Linked DNA regions of Hordeum vulgare: region 2 is linked to region 1. A link is a contact called in public Hi-C data. All regions are on one chromosome and are shown on one strand. Each heading gives the region's core, a stretch centred on a gene start, on an enhancer-like site or on the middle of the called end of the contact. The rest is flanking DNA. Distances are from core to core; before and after follow the strand shown. Region 1 has its middle 81 kb from the start of LOC123413091. Region 2 has its middle 99 kb from the start of LOC123409479.

Region 1 (3,803 bases), core at 242-2,741:
AAGGGATTGGGCCACTTTGCTGCACCGTTGCTACTTTTGTTACTTGTTGCTTGCTACAAATCATCTCACCACACAATCATTTGTTACCGATAATTTCAGTGTAGATATTTCCTTGCAGAAAACCACTTGTCAGATCCTTCTGTTCCTCGTTGGGTTCGACACTCTTACTTATCGAAAGTACTATGATTAATCCTCTATAATTGTGGGTCATCAGAGGCGGGGCGAGATCCGCGTCCATCCCGGCTGGGAAGTCGCCCCCCTCTCCATCGAAGTGGTCGTTGCCATCGCTGCCATTTGAGCTACCGTCATCAGAAGGGAACGACGGGTCCGACGGCAGCTGCTCAGACCGAACCACCAAGACGGAGACGATTGCACCTAGGCCGGAGAAGCCATGAACTGGGATGGTATGCGGCACATCATATAAGGATCTGCTTTTGACAGAGAGCAGAACAGCAGAGTAGTCCAGTCCAGTCAGGCAGACCGAATCGATCTGGATGGGCGACGCTAAGGGCACCACAGAGTTTGTAATGGTCTCTGGGAACCAGTACTCGATGGGGAAGTCTTCCAAGTTTAGGGCAGAGACCGTGCCAAGGCATTAAAGGAATCTATTGTCAGTGTCATCATGACGGATCAGGTGGATAGAGTTGATGGGGCAGTTGAACGGGCTTAATGGCACAGAGATTTCCCTTTCGTATGTGGAACTGAATACAACCAGTCTCGCACCTTGAGAGGATGCTCTAATGGCAACCTGGGGGTTTCTAGCACCCGAGAGAAGAGCCCGACGGATCATGGCTTGGGGGGAAGGATGAGGAGGATTAACGTAGGCGAAAGCGAGGTTTTGGAAGTGATCAAGGTCGACGAATGGCATGAAGACATTGGAATGACTCCTACGGCGAGTCGGCGGGGAGGGAGGAAGCATGAAGGGGTCCGAGTCCCAGTCCGTGGCCTCTTCGCCGGACTCAAACTCTACCTCGTCAGGGTCTTCCTCCTCTTCCATGATCACATCCTCCACATCCTCATGAACAGGGAGGGCAGAGGCATTCGCCGGGGGAGAGGAGGCGGCGCGAAGGTTGAGATCAACTTCCTCAGAGGAGGAAAGCTCGATCGGCACCGGGATGAAGCTGGCCATGGAGGCGGGCAACTGTTGCACAGGGGAGGGTTGAGGGAAGAGAGGAGGAGGTGACGGGGGAGACTCAGGAGTGGATGCATGATGAGCAATGGCGGTCGGGCCGGTAGAGTATAAAACAGTCTTGCAGGTATGTTTGTTGTGTCCCCAGCCCCAGCACCGACGGCAGCGGATAGGGTCGCGACACATTTTGACCCGGTGATCGAGAGCAAGGCACCTATGGCATCTATCTCTGAAGTTAGTGATATTAGGAGGAGTTGGGGAGCGGGACGTCGGCTGCATGGAGGTCTGCATGCTATAAGGAGAGGAGGCGAGGGCACGGGCGTAAGAAAGTTTCTCGCCACCCGATGGGAGAGGCTGGGGGCTACTACAGTGCCCCGACTGAAGCGCCGCAGCATGCAAAAGAGTCTTGGGCAACGCGACATCACTTCCCGTGAACATCCCTTCATTTGGCTGTAGTGATTTGTCCACCGCGGAGACCCGGATGGAAACGACAGGGGGGAGGGGCAAGTTGCCTGACGGGATTGGCAGAATACCGGCTGCCGTCAGATTTAAAATAAGAGTCGGCCTCTTCCCTGCCACGCGACGACTAGCGATAGGATGCATGGCAGGAGCCATGCAGCGCTCGCGCACTACGTCGGGGGCGGGATTCACATGCGAGGGAGAGCACACAGGGGAGAGTGGCTTGGGGGCGAGAGCGGCCGCAGCAGCTGCCGAAACCATCGAACGCGCAGCAGGCGATACAGGGCGGGAAAAACACACAGAGGTAGGGTCGTAAGAGCTTTTTATAGCGAGGGCCATGCTACTTTGACATGGGGGACATAGGACTACATCGGCAGAGGCTGAGTTCGCAGATTGTTGCATCATGGGGGAGAAAGAGTCCACAGGAAAACCGGAGCTGAGAGGGTACAGAGGCCGGTTGTCATTGCAGTCGATGGCAGCATTTGCAGAAATAGCAGGAGAGGTTGACCACAGGCCCTAGAATAGAGCCAACTTGTTTTGAATTTTGAATCGGGGCGCAGCAGAAATACTTGCGAGCGGACGCAAGAGAAGGTCTTGCAAGATGGAAAAAAATAACTATCCCATTGTAATTAATCCCTTCCAGACAGACTATGAACTGGGCAGCCTTATTGCAAGCTACAGACATCGAGAATAAGCAGGGACTGAACTGCCGAACCCGCGGACTTTCGAACGTAGAGCCTAGCCAAGACCCAATCAACTTAGCAATAATCGCGGCATTAGGCGCCGGAGAAGGAAGCAATACCTGAAGCCAAATCTCAGGCTTTGCCGAAGGAGCAGTCAGCATGGAGATTGGCGAGCACACCGGCGACGATAGGAGCTTCACTACATGAGTCCTCAAGACCGGCAAGAAAGGTCCTACTCGATGCCGTCGCAGCATCTCCGGCGTAGAGGCCGACAGGAAGCCGTCCCTGAATGCAGAAGCCGAGCGAAGGTCCTCCGACGAGGCCAGGGAGATCTGAGATGGGGCGAGATCCAGGCCTATGCGGCCTCCCAAAGCATCAGATGAGCAAGTCCCAACCGAATCGGGCGCGGAGGCTTTGGAGGGAGGCATAGGGAAAGCCGCATCGGGAGCATGACTCGAAGGAGGTGGAGGAAGACACGCAGAGAACCATCTGATGGAGACGCAGGATCCCGAACGTGTGCATCCAAATTGATCGCCGACGGCGGCTGCTTAGGTGGTGACGCAGAGGGAGATGAATCCGGATCCAGAGAAGGAGACACAAAGGGTTGAGGACGCAGCGCCAAAAGGGAGGCCCTTGGCGGAGGCGCCTGGGCATGGGGATCAGAGAGGCTCCGGAGATGTCGCGAGAGAGCATCCCCGTCCGGTCGAGCATCAGCAGGGGAGCTCCCCGGCGAGATGATCCCGTACTCCTCCGACAGAACGGGGGCAGCGGAGATACTTCTGATGCCCGCCGACGCTGGAGTGGCAGCTAGCGCTGAAGGCGCCCTCCTCAGAGAGAGAGAGAGAGGCGGCAGACTGCGAAAGAGCGGGGTTCACCTCCGCCAGCGAGTAGTAGAGGAATGGTGCCGGCGTCCGCGGGAGCGGCGGGGGGACGGGTGGAAGAGGGTCATCCGCCGCGGCCTGGGCAGTGGAGGATGTCTCGGTGGCCACCACCGCAGGAGCGGCTGGTGGTGGTTCAGTTTCCATCGGCGTATCCTCTGCCGACAATGATACTTTCACCTGGCACAAATTTTCTTTTGATCAAAAAGTACGGGTAGTTACTCTAGCGATTTTTAGTGTCAGATGTCAAGCGAAAGGACAAGAAGTCACTTTTTATTTCTATGGCCCTCGTATACGCTTGAATTCTTTTATTATTCTATGGAATAGTGAAAACAACTTTCTTGCTATGTTCCAAGCGACTGAAAAATGCTCGTCGGTTGTTGATTCTAATCACGAAGACTATGTAGAAAGAAACTTAAGAGAAATATAAACTTATAAATAGTTATTCTAAGTCTATCAAGGAATAGTTAATCCAATGGAATAAATATATCACCCACACCCCTCTGTTTGTTCACCGGCATGCTTTGGCAAATCATCTTGGTCGTCATCTCCTCAGCCTTGGGAATAACTAGTCAGCGAGCACTTCTTCGAAACCTTTTCAACGATCACTTCCGCGCGTCGCCACTTGACGCGTTCTTAGTCGCCGTCAAGTGT
Region 2 (3,591 bases), core at 667-3,166, 39 kb before region 1:
TGTTGAAAAAAGTTTTTAAAAGTCTCAAAAAGGCATTTCCATAGGGACTTATTCCTTTAATCCTAAATGTTCACTTTTAGGCTTTTAGTCCCTTAAAGTCTCTCTTATTTGGTTTAGATGGGACTAAAAGAGATAGTCCCTACCCTGTAAACAAACACCCCGTGATGAGGCTGGCTCCTTGGCCTTCTTCCTCGATCGTCACCCAATTAAATTATGTCTCAGTTCTGATGCACCTACCCATCGGCTCGACATAGCCGGACAGGGAAACTGATAATGAGAAGGGAGAAAAAGGAAGAAAAATTCGGCTAGCTGATCGTGCATGCACCTTATCGTCCTTGTGGGCCTGCTCCTGCAAGGAGCAAATGGAGTCGTAGTCCCAGGTTTTGGGCTGGTAGTCCACCGGCCGCCGGTGCAACTCAGCCGGCGGGAACCGGTCGGCGTACATGGTTGCATCAGCAGCCGACGCCATTAGTGTTCTATCTACCTCAGTGTACGTAAGGGTAGACAGCAAGATGTGTTCTTCGGCTTCTACGGTCTAAACCGGAAAAGAGGTAGCTAGTTCGGCTCTTGCAAAAATCTAGTTTGATATGTTTGCAACAAAGGTGCCATCGAAATGGCAAGCTATTTATAGATGCAGACTATTGTTGCACCGGGGAGTTGTGGCCCGGTACGTCCGGGGTAGAGTTAGAAAGTTAGTCCCTTTTTCAGGAAATATGCATGAAACAAGTGCAGCTAGATTTACTCAAACAGAATATCTCCAGACATGTGGTATCCGTATATGGACGGCGAACAGGAGTGACAGCAGGAGTGTGTGGTCTCCGTCTTCTGTTCGTCTTGTTCCTAGGCTGTGTACATAATATCCTATCAATTTATTTCATAGCGAATCGATGGACCGTGTGTCTTTTTCAACAAAAAAAATTCTTTTGTGGTCAATCATTTTCTCATAATAAGGCAGTGTATAATTATAAGAACGTGAGCGATGTTCGTCAGGTGTGAATGTGGTTGACCTTAACCTTTCCGAGGATCTAGCTCATCCATGATCTTTTAATTCCGGAAGCTCCTTTGTGAACATTCTTTTCTTTCTTTAATCTTTTATAAAAATCATGAATGCTTCGTCCAATATATTAATTAAAAATAGTATGTTCGTTTTTATTTATAGTATTTGTTAATCAAGTTGTTTGGATTAATCAAGTTGTTAATAATGAAATTATTGGATGACATCCAAATTGTGCTTTATTTATACTATTCATATATTAACCGAAGTTCCCTCAAGCATGATTGAGTAAATTAATCATGAATATTTAAATATTAGTTAACCATGAAAAATGGTATGTATTATGAATTAATCACGGGTGTATAAATATATGAACCTATTTAATACTTTTTTTTATAATTTTCATGGTATATATTAATCAACTTGATTAATTTATATATTAACAACTTCGGCACAAACTGGACGACATAGTTATGTGTATTTATATATTAATTAATCGAAGTAAATTCATTCATGATTTATGAATAATAGAACTGCACATACAAGTACATTAATTAATCAGTCGACATATCTCCCTTTTTTTAATCCTGAGTATTTGTACTGTGGATTAGGTTAACTGATTTGTAGTGACAAAAGAAAGGTTAATTGATTTGAATGATCTATTAGCGGAAAAAAAACTAAATAGAGTGAAAAGATAAGCAGGTTCATGCCAAGATTCTTTATAATGCACACTAGCCTACGTGCAAGTTACGAAGTCCACTCTTCTTTTCATAATCAGTGCACAAAAAGTGTGTAGCTTATATATTTCATTAAAATATCCCTAAAAAATAATATATATTTCCAGACGTGTGGTATTGGCTTCTGTACGGCTAGCAACGACGGCCAAGTGACAACCATGTGGCCTCTATTCTTTTGTTCATACTAACCAATCTTTGGAGTTTGTCTTTTCATGCGAAAATATCTCAGCTGGTCAATCGCTCTCCTCTCGATGGTCTGGGCTGCCCAGCTCATACTCCCTCCGTCTCAAAATTCTTGTCTTAGGTTTATTTAGAAATAAATGTATTCAAATATTAAAGCGTGACTAGATACATTTATATATAGACAAATGTAAGACAAGAATTTTGAGACGGAAGGAGGGAGTACAATATTAATTAAGTCTGTGAGTGAGTGATATCTAGCCGATGTTGATTTGGTTTGCATTATAATAATCTTAAAGATCTTTTTTATGCGAAATAGCATCTTACACACCAAGCTCGTCGTTGTTTTTTCTTTCGAAAATAGTTTCATGCCACGCGGGATAGCTGCCACCCTGGTGGACGTCATAGTAAATGCTTTGAGATTTGAGCATGACGATTAACCGGGTGGACTGGTGAAGACCAGCATAAAAGTGAGCACTAATTACAGACAATACACCGGCACATTTGGACTACCATTATAGGCCTACAGTGTTAGGAGCTCTGACATCAATGGTGCATATTCATTTTTGTCGTAACCAAAAGTTGTATGCCCACATCGTTTGTTTAACACATCCATATTGGTTCTGTTTGGATCCATGAGTTAGAGTTAGAGTTGGTTAGATTGGACCAATCCAACCCCAAAACATCCAAACAGGAGGGTTAGAGTTGGTTAGATGCATCTAACCCATTTAAAAAAACTAACACACCCAAGAGGTGCTTATTTGGGTTAGAGTTAGGTTGGGTCCACAAAAGTTATTTTTCTCTCTACCTCTCCATCACACCAAATCCTTGATAAAGGAGCCAAATGATTGAAAAAAGTGCATTTATTGGTAATCTAACCTTCCATCCAAACACCTCTTTGGTTAGAGTTAGTTTAGGGTTAGTTCAAGGTTAGAACCTAACTCTAACCTCTAATCGAGTTAGAGTATCCAAACAGGGCCATTGATCATGTGATTTTTTTTCAAGGATCAAGTGATTGATATTAATATACATTGGAACATATGACTTGTAGCTTTCTATTCACTGAAACGTTGCACCGCATGCAAGGAAGCCTGCTGCACCATGCCAAGCTAGTGCTCCCGTGGCTCCGTAGACAAAAATGTTAGAAAGGGCTTAGTTTAAAAAACCGGACCGGACCAGAAGCCTCATCGGGTTTTTAAGCTAATAAAACCGTTTTGCAATTGGACCAGAGAAAACCGGTTGAACCGACCGGTTTTCTAGAAAACTAGTGAAAAACCGGGTCACAAACCGGAAAAAACTAGAAAAATATTTTAATAGAAATTGGGAGAAGTGGGATTCGATCCCAGGTCGGATGAGCAATACGTGAAGCGTGCCCATGGCCCTATAACTAACTCGGCTATGCTACTTTGTTGTTCACTACAAGAAAATAATTTCATTTCACCATAGTTTCATACAATATTAGAACATATATTACTCAACATTTATCAAATTTTTATTATAAAATCGACAATCGAACCGGTGAACCGGCGATCCGATCAGTAAAAACTTGAACCGACAACCTTTTTGGTTCGATTTCCGGTTCGGTTTTTTAAACTATGAGATAGAGTACGTAAATGTTCAAGGGAAAAGTAGCACTTACTCTTAGTTTAACAGAACAAGAGGCACATCAGATGTATATGT

The links. Hi-C and Micro-C count contacts between places; a contact is called where the count stands out from the background.
Region 2: a Hi-C map of leaf shows a contact between it and region 1, with 1.6 times the contacts expected there. The contact joins two enhancer-like sites. A contact is called at or near these places in 2 of 6 Hi-C or Micro-C datasets (leaf and seedling).

What each region holds. Positions count from the first base shown.
Region 1 is chr7H:607,554,664-607,558,466 of MorexV3_pseudomolecules_assembly, reverse strand. No RefSeq gene overlaps it. Among protein-coding and RNA genes, the nearest start is that of LOC123413091, 81 kb to the right of the region's middle. Within about 2 kb of position 1,491, at least 2 of the 3 cell types and tissues checked have open chromatin away from gene starts, as enhancers often do. A contact at or near this core is called in leaf, where this site is marked.
Region 2 is chr7H:607,593,821-607,597,411 of MorexV3_pseudomolecules_assembly, reverse strand. No RefSeq gene overlaps it. Among protein-coding and RNA genes, the nearest start is that of LOC123409479, 99 kb to the left of the region's middle. Within about 2 kb of position 1,916, at least 1 of the 3 cell types and tissues checked has open chromatin away from gene starts, as enhancers often do. A contact at or near this core is called in leaf, where this site is marked.